Linked DNA regions of Mus musculus: region 1 is linked to region 2. The links are chromatin contacts, called in public HiChIP or PLAC-seq maps. All regions are on one chromosome and are shown on one strand. Each heading gives the region's core, a stretch centred on a gene start, on an enhancer-like site or on the middle of the called end of the contact. The rest is flanking DNA. Distances are from core to core; before and after follow the strand shown.

Region 1 (6,197 bases), core at 1,430-3,929, 120 kb before region 2:
TTCTGATAATAAAAATATTGGTAAGCATCTTCCTTACTAATATTTTAGAAACTTTCCTCTGTTGGACATAATGTTCCAAGTAGCTATAATCCCAGCTACTTCAGAGGCTGAGGCAGAAGCACTGTGGACAACTTCATGAAAGGTCATCTCAAAAGATAAACAGGGCTGGAGAGAATCCAGTGGTTAAGAACAGGTACTGCTATTGTAGAGGACCCAAGTTCATTTCCCAGTTGCCTGGAACTTGAGTACGAGGGGATCCAAAACTTTCTTCTGGCCTCCATGGGCACCTACACTCATGTGCATATAGCCCCTACCTCCCAAATATATATGTAATTTTAAAAACTAAAATGATTAAACACACACACACACACACAAAATAAAAATCAATTTGAAATAAAAGTTTGGGGATGTTGTTGTTGTTGTTTTGTTTTGTTTTGTTTCCAAAACAGGGTTTTGGTTTTTGTTTGGTTTGGGTGTTTTTTTGTTTGGTTGGTTGGTTTTGGTTTTTTGTAGCGTTGGCTGTTTTAGAACTAGCTCTGTATAGCAGGCTGGCTTTGAACTCACAGAGATCCACCTGCTTACTCAAGAGATCCTCTTGAGTGCTGGGATTTCGGAGTGCACCACCACTTCCCAATTAAAATAAAAATGTTATTTTATTATGAATAAAATCTTTAGAATTATTATTCCATAGGTAAAAACATTCTATGTGGGCTGGAGAGATGGCTCAGTGGTTAAGAGCACCGACTGCCCTTCTGAAGGTCCTGAGTTCAAATCCCCGTAACCACATGGTGGCTCACAACCATCCGTAATGAGACTTGACACCCTCTTCTGGTGTATCTGAAGGCAGCTACAGTGTACTTAGATATAATAATAAATAAATCTTATTTTAAAAAAACATTCTATGAATTATCCACTTTTAACTATGGACAGTAACACAAGACACTGAGTTTGAACAAACACTTCTCTCACCTTTTCCAGTTTTTCAGCCACTTTTTCTTTGTACAGCTGGAAGGCCTTACTCAGCTCTTCTGCATTATAGAGGGCTTCATTCCTTTGTCGCTCAGCTCTACCGTTTAAAAGAAATAATAAAAGGAATTCTCTGCATTGAGAAATTAATCTTTAAGCAAATTTATGTTCGTGTGGATACGCACACGGGTATGTGTCGTGTATATGTATGGACACATGTGGTGTACATGCTTTTATATATGTGTACATGCCTACCTATCCATGTGTTTGGACATGCATTTGGAGGCCAAAGGTCAACTTGAAGTCTCATCCTCAATTGTTCTCCACTTCATTTTTTTGGAACAGGGTCTCACAGTGTGCTAGGGGCTCATCGTTTTAGCTAGACTAGCTAGACAACGTGTTCCAAGATTCCACCTGTCTCCATCTCCCCAGTGCTGAGATACAGATATGTGTATGCAATAGTGTCTAGCGGGTACCAAGTGAATCATCTTTCCTAGCATAGAAGTAGATTTTTTTAAAACCAAAACAGAGTATCAGGCTTTACTGTGGGGTTTGGTTTCACTACAATAACTTTCTCACTCCAACAACATAAACAAAATATAACATAAATACTTATCAACTTTGAAACATACATACATTCCTATACATTCCATACATACAATTCTATCCCCTAATCTGGAAAACAGTAGAGAAGCATCCTTACACTGAACAATAAATTTCTAAAGATTACAAGTCTTATAAAACCAATCTATAGTATATAATGTTAGATACTCAATTCAATAATCCATGCAAAGGTTATTTTTTAAGTTACTAAAAAAAACAAAAACAAGCCAGACGTGGTGGCGCACGCCTTTAATTCCAGCACTCGGGAGGCAGAGGCAGGCAGATTTCTGAGTTCGAGGCCAGCCTGGTCTACAAAGTGAGTTCCAGGACAGCCAGGGCTACACAGAGAAACCCTGTCTTGAAAAACCAAAACAAACAAACAAACAAAAAAAAAACCAAAAACAAGCTCTTTCCCATCTTTCAAGATGGCAGGCAAAAAAGCCAAGCCCAATACAAAAGAGAAGAAACCTCCAGCCAAGAAGGCTGGTGGCAATGCTGTCGCCACTGATGCCCCAGCCACTGGTGCAGCCAAAAAAGGGTAACCCTAAAGCTAAAAAGCCCAGGAAAGGGAAGCCCCATTGCAGCCCCTGCCCTAGTTAGAGGAATTGGCAGGCACTCCCGATCTGCTATGTATTCCAGAAAGCCCTTGTACAAAAGGAAATACTCAGCTGCCAAGTCCAAGGTTGAAAAGAAGAAAAAAAAAAGATCCTTGCTACTGTCACAAAAAAAGTTGGTGGTGACAAGAATGGTGGTACCTAAGTGGTGAAGCTTTGAAAAATGCGTAGGTATTATCCTACCAAAGATGTGTCTCCGAAGCTGCTGAGCCATGGCAAAAAAGCCCTTCTGTCAGCACATGAGAAGGCTGCCTGCCAGCATCACTCCTGGGACTGTCCTGATCATCCTCGCTAGGGCCACAGAGGAAAAAGAGTGGTTTTCCTGAAGCAGTTGGGCAGTGGCTTGCTACCTGTGACTGGACCTCTTGCCCTCAACCAAGTTCCTCTGTGCAGAAGTTTGTCATTGCCACCTCTACAAAAGATAGTATCAGCAAGGTTAAAATCCCCAAACACCTGGCTGATTCTTACTTGAAAAGAACCAGCTGTGCAAGCCCAGGCACCAGGAAGGCAAGATCTTCAAAATGGAAAAGGAGAAATATGAGATTACAGTGCAGAGCAAGGTTAATCAGAACTATGAACTCACAGTTTGCCAAAGACCAACGCTGTTCCTCAGCTCCAGGGCTACGTGCAGCCTCAGTTCTCCTTGACAAACAGGACATATCCTCACAAACTAGTGTTCTAAACTGCTATCAACCTAACTAAACAGCTTCATGTGTTTCAAACAAACAAACAAACAACCCAGTAACTTTCATGAGACAAAGGCAAGCCTATCTCTTTTAGTTTGAAAACATCATCATCAACACAATAAGTTCTAAGTCATCCAGAGTTAGTGAGACCTGTCTCAGAAAAAAACAAACAAACAAAAAAAAAACCTGTAATATTTACTAATACAAAACTAAACAATAAGAATCCATTTACTACCACTGTTTAAACCTGCTTTTTACTTCCTGAATAAGCTTGACTTTCTTCATACTTACCTGAGAACACTAAGCTTCATAAATCAATATCATCCCCATACAAGAACATTTTTAATTTTGGGTTTTTTTTTTTTCGAGACAGGGTTTCTCTGTGTAGCCCTGGCTGTCCTGGAACTCACTTTGTAGACCAGGCTGGCCTCGAACTCAGAAATCTGCCTGCCTCTGCCTCACAAGTGCTGGAATTAAAGGCGTGCACCATCACCGCCCAGCTAATTTTTTAATATTTAAAATCACACCATCACATCAGGGAAACTTATAACTCTTCTATTACCCAAAGTCAATTGTTCCATTTATAGTCTTCAGCCTTTCCCTTCAGGAACTTTACTTTCTATTTTTCAGCTTCTTTAACTATAAACAAATTTCAAATGAAAGTATAATAACTAAATCTACCTGGTTCTTTTGGTTTGGTTTGGTTTGGTTTTGTGAGACAGTGTCCCTCTATGTAGTCATGGCTGTCCTGGAACTCTATATATAGGTACAACAGGCTGGCCTGGAACAGAGATTTTCCTGCCTCTGCATTCCAAGTGCTGGAATTAAAGATGTGTGCCACTGTGCCTGGCTCTGCATAAACATTTTTACTTGTGATGTTCAACTCTTCAAGCTGTTATTTTTTTTTTTTAGTTTTTTCTCCTTTTTTAATATTTATTTAATTTTACTTTTAAGTTCAAGTATGTGTCATCATCTGTATGTGCCCCATTTATTTCCCTTCCAAAAGGAAGAAAGAAAAGAAAAGAAGGAAAGAAGGGAAGGCAAGGAGGGGAAGGAAGGGAAGGGAAAAGTAGACAAAAGGAAAGAATTAGGGTTAGTTACCATCTCTTATCTAAGTACTGCAGAGGGAAACTAGCAGCTCTCCTTTTATAGTTTTTAGCTGTTATATTCTAAATCTGGTTTTCCCATATTGTTATCTCTTTAAATACCCAAATACAAAGATTATCTGAGTGAGTGTGAATTTTAGGGTACTAAACCACAAATTTTACATAATAATTAAAATTTGTAAGTACTTTACTACATAACGTTATTTTACATGTTTCTTTTTCTTGTGCATACCAAGGCAATAGCAACTTAATAGATAAAAAAGCTGAAGTTTTAAAAATTAGATGGTTTTCCAAGATAATAAAGACGAGAGGTAAAATCTGACTCCCAAATCTAAACATTTTCCACTATAAAATACTGCCTAACAAATAACAAATGTTTCTGTATAAATGCTCTTACAAATGGACTTACGTGAAAACGTAACTTCCATGATCACAGTAGTGTGTAGGAGGGTAAGTGCATATGAAGCAGAGACTTACCTACTGAAGACAATGCTGCCTATTCATGTATTAGTTTGTTTGTGGCACTGAGGACTGAACCTAGCTGTACATCCTAACGATGTTCTGAGGTATATCACCAGCACTCTTTGAATTACTTTATTTTAAAAGACGAGCTCCCTGGGCTGTCAAGGCTGAAGGTGAATTCACTCTGAAACTCAGCTAAACTTACCTGAACTTGTGGACTTCCTTTCTCAGACTCCTGAGTATCTGAGGTTACTTTCTTTATAATCTAACATATATCATAGTATAAATCTGTAAGATATGTTTTATTGTCAAATATAGAAATGTAGGTTATGGGCTACAGCATAGATTAACAGTTAAAGTACTTATTGCTCTTCAGAAGACCCAGTTTCAGTTCCCAGCATGCACATGGCAGCTCATACCTATAACTCCCGTTCCAGGAGATCTGATGTCCTCTTTTGACTTCCATGGGTACCAGGTACCACATGTAAGTAGTGCACATACACATATGCAGACATAACATTCATATACATTAAATAAATAAACCTTTAGTTTTTATGGGGGCTGGAGAGATGCCTCAGCAGTTAAGAGCACACTGGCTGCTCTTCCAGAGGTCCTGAGTTCAGTTCCCAGTACTCACATTGTGGCTCATGACTACCTACAAATGGATCTAATGCCTTCTTATGGCATGCAGGTATGTACATGCAGCAGAGCACTTATATACATAATAAATAAATAAATAAAAATTTAAAAAGTTTTTACATGTACATTATTATTATTTTATCCTATGCAAAAGATGCAGTAGGCTACAGATGCAGTTCAGTTAGTTCAGTGCTTGCTAATATGCATGAGCACTAACTCAGAGCCCACACAGAACACAAAATCAAACAAAAACTGATTAATCATAGTTTCTATAAAATCTCACTAATTTAAATCTTTCAATATTATTAATTTAAATTTACTAGTATTTAATCATTCCAGCAAGGCCTAGTACCTTTGACCTGTAATCCCAGGACTTATAAAGGGGAGACAGGAGGATCATATACAAGTTCAAGTCTGCCTAGGCGACCTAAGAAGACTCTGTGTTCGATACATTAATAAATAAGTAGCTCCTTGGTTAGCACAAATACAAAACTTCATCTCAAAAGACAAAAATCATAAAACAGACTTTTTTGTTATTTATATATTTCTAAAGTAAACTGATCACTTTCTCATGAGTTGACTTTCTTTTTCTATAGTATTTATAAACCAATTTTTAAAAAGAGTATATAAAACACTTTATTTAGATGAAATAGTAAAGACTTTCTCAGTGTAAATATAGAAAACTAATTTGTTTGTTTTAAGTAAGAACTTAATTTCAGGTTGGGCATTTAGCTCAGTGGTAGAGTGCATGCCTAGCAAGCACAAGGCCTTGGGTTTAGTCCTCAGCTATGAAAAACAAAACAAAACAAAAAAACAAAAAACAAAAAAAGAAATTAATTTCAGAAATAAATATCATTATATCAATAATCATTACTAATATCACACAAAAAAAAAATCCTAGTCTAGCTGGGTGGCGGTGGTGCACGCCTTTAATCCCAGCACTTGGGAGGCAGAGACAAGCGGATTTCTAAGTTCGAGGCCAGCCTGGTCTACAGAGTGAGTTCCAGGACAGCCAGGGCTATACAGAGAAACCCTGTCTCGAAAAACAAAACAAAACAAAAAAGTCCTAGTCTAAAATGTCAGTAACAAAATCAACACATGAAAATTTAAGGAGGGCCAAG
Region 2 (6,453 bases), core at 457-2,956:
TTAAAGGCACTGTCACTATGCCCAGTAAAAATTATCTCTTATTTCATTTAAGAACTTGGGGGCTTTTTGTTTCATATTTATTTTTGTATTTTTTTTTCCTCAAGAAAGGGTTTCTCTGTATAGCCTTGGCTGTCCTGGAACTCATTCTGTAGACCAGGCTGGCCTCAAACTCAGAAACCTGTCTGCCTCTGCCTCCCAAGTGCTGGGATTAAAGGCATGAGCCACCACTGCCGGACAATTTTTGTTTTTGTTTTTGTTTTGTTTTTGCTTTCTGTCTTTGCTGTATTTTTGGCATCACAATATATATCATTTTCATTTAGAAAACTAAGTACAGGAGAATCCCTAAGATCACACAATCACATAGCAATGACAAATTTAGGTCTTAAAGCCAGGCTTGGTGGGGCAGACCTTCAATTCCAGGTCTGGGAGACAGAGGCAAGCAGGTCTCACTCAGTGAGTTCAAAACCAGCCTGGACTATATAGAGAATTCTAGGCCAGACAGAACTACATAATGAGACCCCTGTCTTTTTTTTTTTTTTTTTTTTTTTTTTTAAAGATTCATTTGGGCCAAGCGTGGTGGCACACACTCCTTTAATCCCAGCACTTGGGAGGCAGAGGCAGGAGGATTTCTGAGTTCAAGGCCAGCCTGGTCTACAGAGTGAGTTCCAGGACAGCCAAGGCTACACGGAGAAACCCTGTCTCGAAAAACCAAAAAGAAAAAAAAGAAAAATGTAAAAAATAGGTATTGAACTGACATATTCTGATTCCAGTCCTTTATCTCCAAGTAGGGAATCTACTTAAAAGCTGTCAACAGGTCTTTTATCACTTCAATGACTTCTTTCTTTCTTTCTTTCTTTCTTTCTTTCTTTCTTTCTTGTTTTGTTTTGTTTGAAGACAAGGTTTCTCTGTGTAGCCCTGGCTGTCTCGGAACTGACTAGGCTGGCCTTGAACTCAGAAATCCGCCTGCCTCTGCCTCCCTAGTGCTAGGATTAAAGGCATGCTCCACCATGCCCGGCTTTCAATGATTTCTTGAACTGACAAATTACAATGCCGTCATCAAGATCCAGCACAAATTATATCACCTTCCCTGTGAGCCTTACCCTGACTTTCTCCTGCCTGAACTCCTACATTTTGTATTTCTATAATTGTACCTATAAGATTGGGAATCCAATTTATGGTATAGAATGGATAAGGTCCTGGTAGGACAGACATACGGGAGCTCTGACTGTCACAAGCAAAATGAAGTAGAGACATGAAACATTAAAAAAAAAAGTTTTAAAAACATTTGTTTTATGGCTTAGTTTTGTGTTCCTTCAAACATTCAAAATTTAAGCAAATTTCTTCACAAAAAGAAAAACTAAACAAAACCATTTATTCTCTCTCTCTTTTTCTGCCTCTGTCTCTGTCTCTCTGTCTCTCTGTCTCTGTCTCTCTCCTGTGTGTGTGTGTGTGTGTGTGTGTGTGTGTGTGTGTGTGTACATCAACTTTCATGAATTGGCCTCTGCCTCCACCAAGTAGATCCGAGAGATCAAACTCACACCAGGCTTGGGAGCAAAGGTCTTCACCTGTTGAGTCCTCTTCCAAGCCTGGGAAATTGATTTTTAAGTTGAGTTTTATTGAGAGGGACAGCAATCTAGGAGTGGATAAACACACTAAAGGCCATGCCTTAAGTCTCGTCGCTAGCCAGCAGGGGTCGGGTGGCCAGCTTTGTCCCTGGTGTTGCTGCTGTAGTCCTATCTACTTAAACCCTCTATTCTTCTCAAAGCACTGATGATCTAGGCAGCTGCTTGAACTCTCCGGGGACACCTATACCCTGGAGAATTCACTCCAAACAAGTAAACCATCAACAGTGAGTACGGGCTCATTTGTCAAAGCATTAACAATGGGCAGCTGAGATGGCTCACCAGGTAAGTGTACCTACCACCTAGCCTGAGGAGCTGAGTATGAGTCTAGGACCCTCAGGGTTGAAAGGAAGACTAACTTCTAACAAGTTGTCCATTAACCATTGCACATTCCTCTCAACACACACATGCGCACGCACATGCACACACGCATGCATAAGATAAAATAAATAAATCTAAGATAAGATAAAATAAATAAATCTAATAACTAAAAGACCTTTAACAATATGTGTGTGCAGAATTCTTTTCACAGTATGGCCCGCATATGTGTTCCCACAGTGGGAAGTATCACCTTCCATCTGAATTCTGATACATTTTATTTAATCAAGGGCATGAGTTACATGAGTTAACGTGAAAGGAACTGACCATGCTGTTAGTGATAAAGCTATAACCTCCCTCTGTGTTATAATCCTAGTGCAATTTTAGTTGAAGGTGCAGACAAACAGGAAATTAAATTTAGAAGGGCAAGCATGTAAACACCCCAAGGGAGAGTGACAGAAAGGCAAAGCCACCCCTAAACCTCAGCTTGCCCATTTGCAAAGGGCAGGTGTGCACCTGTCCCTCGGGACTGGTGGGATTAAATAGGATGGCATATGGAAATTGTCTAGAGCGTATGAAACTAAGTTTCCAAATATCAGAGCTCTTGTTGTTAACTTAAAGTTATTTCTGGCAGTCAGGTTCTACCACAGCACTGACCCCCTGATATTATTTCTGTTTCTTTCTTGCTTGACTATAGACCTCCAGTTCTAGATATTCTGACATCCAGATTTCTTCAAACTCCTCAGAATACTCTTTTCTAAAGTCATAGATCACACAGGATTTCTGTGAAGGGGAGTTATAATTTTAATAAGAAATAGGAATAACACGTGTAAACTAGACCAAGAATTAATCCAAATTCTCTGATCTTTTCCTTTCCAACAACTACCAGTATTTGTTACAGAAGATTTCAAACAAATACTTAAGAGGGCTGGGGAGATGGCTCAGTGCTCAGGACCCATGTAAAAAGAGGGTTTATCCTGCCTGTCACCCTAGAGCTTGGGATTAGAGACAGGTGTCTGGGACGATTGGGCTATCAAGACTAGTCTATTCAGTGAGAGACCCTGCCTCAAAATGTAAGGTGGAGAGTAATGGAGAAAGACTCCTGACAGTAACCTCTGACCTTCACAAGAAAAGACATCATACTGAGGAATCTAGAGAGATGTGTTATCAATTAAGAGAACTAGATGCTCTTCCAGAGGACCCAAGGTCAATTCCCAGCCCCTACATGGTGGCTCACAACCTTCTGTGACTCCAGTTCTAGGGGATCTGACATCCTCTTCTGACCACTGAGGTCACTGCACTCTCATTGTGCACAGGCATACGTACACACAGGCAAAACACCCATCCTCATAAGTAAAATAAATAAGTAAATAAAACCAGAAAATAATATCAATAAAAATTGTTTTTTACAAATTAAAATCAATAAAAACTTTTTTTTCCAATTGAGACAGGGTCTTACTACATAGCCCTGGCTGTCCTGAAACTCTGTATGTAGACCAGGATAGCCTTGAACTCACAGAGATCTGCTGCCTCTGCCTACCAAGTGCTGGTATTAAACGTATGTGCCTCTATGTCTAGCTAAAAATAAAATATTAAAAAAAAATACATACTGAGCTGAGGAGTTGGTCAATCATAGTCAACCACAAGACCAGTCAGTATCTGAGAACTCCCTTTCTTACCCCTTATGACCATCTCCAAGGGGAAGTCTAGAAACATTGGTTAAGTGAGAACAACAAAAACGTTGTTGGGCATGGTGGTGAATACCTTTAAACTCAGCACTCTAGAGACAGAGACAAACTGATCCCTGTGAGTTCTAGGCCACCCAGAGCGACATAGAGAACCTGTCTAAAAAACAAAAGCAACAAAAGAGAAACAAGTTATATAGATACCATGTATTTCGATGTAAGCTTCTAGGTTTTTCATTACAATCTCTGGGGTTTGTTGTTGTTTTGAGACAAAAGCCTGGTGTAGACCAGGATGGGCTTTCAACTCCTCCCCTTAAAGGTGCCCCAGCTGTAGGTGTAATCTGAATTTATGCTCTAAATTACCAAATTCAGCTTCTACTCTCAGGCACTCAGTCTATTTCCTTCAGTTTGTATGCAGATCCTGCTAAGCAGGTGGTTTGTAGCTTGGAAATGACAACACCTACCAGCTGTTAAATTTACACAGGGCTCTAATTTAAATGCTTAATTGCTCTCTGAGCACTCAATTTGCAGCTCATAAACCCCTCCCAGATGGCATCCGGGAGGGTTTTCTTTGAATTAACATTGGCGAGAAGTAAAAGCTTAGGTTAACAATTGGTCCCCTAACACACTTGTGTTGGATTTGGAGCACCAGAGCTGGGTTTACCCTGTGTATAGAGTCCAGGTTAATCAGCAATGACAAATGACTATGTCATTACAAACTACCCCAGTGTCCTTAGGATATTTATATGACAAAAAAAGATTAAATACTTACTCTGTCAGCAGCAGTGGGAGATAGCAGCCCTGGGTTATAGCTGCCAGGAGTTCTGTCAAAGACCTCTATTCAGTAAAGCTGAGATTTTTGTATTTGTTGAAATCAGGTGTTGTATATGTTGGCTTCCTCAAACTCAAAACGTAATATGTAGCTGAGGGTGAATTTGGATCTCCACCTCCTGAGTGCTGGCGTACAAGGTTAAGTCATCTCAAAGAGCTTATCAGATTCTTCTTTCAGATTCATTTATTTTATTTTACATGCATGAGTGTCTTGCTCACATATGTATTTGGGCATCGTGTGTATGTCTGGGGCCGAGGAGGTCAGAAAAGAAAGTATCAAATCCCCTGGAACTGGACTTATGCATTGTAAGCCACCATGTGAGTACTGGGACTCAAACCCTGTCCTCTGGAAAAACAAGAGCTCTTAACCACTCGGCCACCTTGCCAGTTCTAGGATTCTTTTAAAATCACACTTATTTATGTGTATATGTGTCTCTGTATATACACACTGAAACAACTCAGAGAATTTGAAGGAATCAGTCTTTCCTACCTTGTGGGTCTTGGGAATTAGATTCAAGTCATTAGGCTTGGCAGAAAATGCCTTTAATGGATGAATCATCTTTGTACTCCCAGGATTCTAGATTTACCCCTAAGAAAAGAATTTCAAGTCATATATGGTGGCCCATGCCTGTAATCCTAGCACTCAGGAGATGGGGCAGGAGAAGTCTGGTGATTAGAGGACCAGCTTGGCCTACAGAAACTAGTTTGAGGCCAGCCTGGACCCTGTCTCATAAAATATAGCATCCTGCCCCTCCCACCCACCTCTGGAAAGAAAGAAAGAAAGAAAGAAAGAAGAAACTAGCTTAAAATCAGGCATAATGCTGGGAGTGGTGGCACACGCCTTTAATCCCAGAACTCAGGAGGCAGGCAGATTTCTAAGTTCGAGGCCAGCCTGGTCTACAAAGTGAGTTCCAGGACAGCCAGGGCTATACAGAGGAACCCTGTCTCGAAAAACCAAAAAAAAAAAAAAAAAAAAAAAGATGGAGGCCGCATGCAACCCTGTACCAAACAAACAAACAAACAAACAAGAAACCCAAATAAATCAGTATTAAATAAATAAATAAATATTGAGCGACTTATTTGTAAGGCAACCTTTGTAAGGGTTTGCTGCCCTCTAGTGGCTAGTAATAATTTTATCAGCTCAGTTTTTGTTGTTATGCCCCCAACAGAAGGCAAGATTCTCACTTAAAACCACTTTTCAAAGTTTTCTTTGAGTAAGAGAAGCTGTGCAATCTAGTGGTCAGATTCCCTCAATACAACCACTTAGTGGCTGTTTGAACCTGTGCAGGCAAGTGTTGTGTGACTAGCCCAGGTCTCAGATCCCTGTCCACAAAAAGGCAATGATCTGGCTGGGGTTGTGACTCAGTGGTCCAGTTCTTGCTGGCATGTACCAGGCCCTGATGTCATTCCCAGTACTGGGGAAAAAAAGAAGATTTTACTGGGTTAATCTGTAAGGGACACTTATAACAGTACCTGTCACATAGTAAACGTCATGTAAATGTCTATCTAATTAATTAGAACAAATAATAATGAGGGCTCCATACAATCTAATCTAGGCCCAAAATGTTTTCAGCCTCTGAGACTTACTGCTGAATAGGCTCACCCTTCCTAGTTCTTTCTGAACTCTGGCTGATTCAACTCAGCTGTTCTGGCTCAAACTCTTCTCCAAGCTCATTGATTCCATCTGGGTTCTCTCTCTCGGCCTCTCCTGAAATGCTCTGCTTGGCTTCATACTTGGCAATCTGTTCTAATCTTTTGGCTCCTTATTCTCTGGCTCATTCTGTCTTCACCTGTATCTAGTGTGCTCTCTCGACAGCCTGACTCTGTGTAACTGCTCCAGTAAAACTCTCTTTCCCTCTCTCTGCACTGCTGTCTCTTAAGTAGCCTCACTTTCCTCTCTTCTCTGAGACTTGAGCAGCTCCTATTCTGTCAAATCTTTCTCTGATTCATCACTTTGTCTGCCACTCAATTAGACATCACTTTCAAACATGGTGCTT

Evidence for each region. HiChIP or PLAC-seq counts read pairs in DNA pulled down with a chosen protein or histone mark.
Region 1: a contact with region 2 is called in an H3K4me3 HiChIP or PLAC-seq map of the SCID.adh cell line, with 5 times the contacts expected there. The contact joins two enhancer-like sites. A contact is called at or near these places in 7 of 15 datasets of contacts at CTCF or cohesin (the G1E-ER4 cell line, the NIH/3T3 cell line, embryonic stem cells and 3 more), 174 of 484 Hi-C or Micro-C datasets (the AML12 cell line, B cells, the BV-2 cell line and 79 more), 21 of 115 datasets of contacts at active chromatin or transcription factors (CD8 T cells, the SCID.adh cell line, T-cell acute lymphoblastic leukemia and 9 more) and 3 of 9 other capture datasets (adipose tissue, embryonic stem cells and liver).

Annotation. Positions count from the first base shown.
Region 1 is chr5:108,150,628-108,156,824 of GRCm38.p6, reverse strand. It overlaps Ccdc18 (coiled-coil domain containing 18), which reads right to left. Exons shown (of 29, transcript NM_028481.1): 7 at 970-1,066. It also overlaps the pseudogene Gm8190. Among named protein-coding and RNA genes, the nearest start is that of Ccdc18, 21 kb to the right of the region's middle. Within about 2 kb of position 2,679, at least 3 of the 459 cell types and tissues checked have an H3K27ac peak or open chromatin away from gene starts, as enhancers often do. A contact at or near this core is called in the SCID.adh cell line, where this site is marked.
Region 2 is chr5:108,033,449-108,039,901 of GRCm38.p6, reverse strand. No RefSeq gene overlaps it. Among named protein-coding and RNA genes, the nearest start is that of Mtf2, 29 kb to the left of the region's middle. Within about 2 kb of position 1,706, at least 10 of the 459 cell types and tissues checked have an H3K27ac peak or open chromatin away from gene starts, as enhancers often do. A contact at or near this core is called in the SCID.adh cell line, where this site is marked.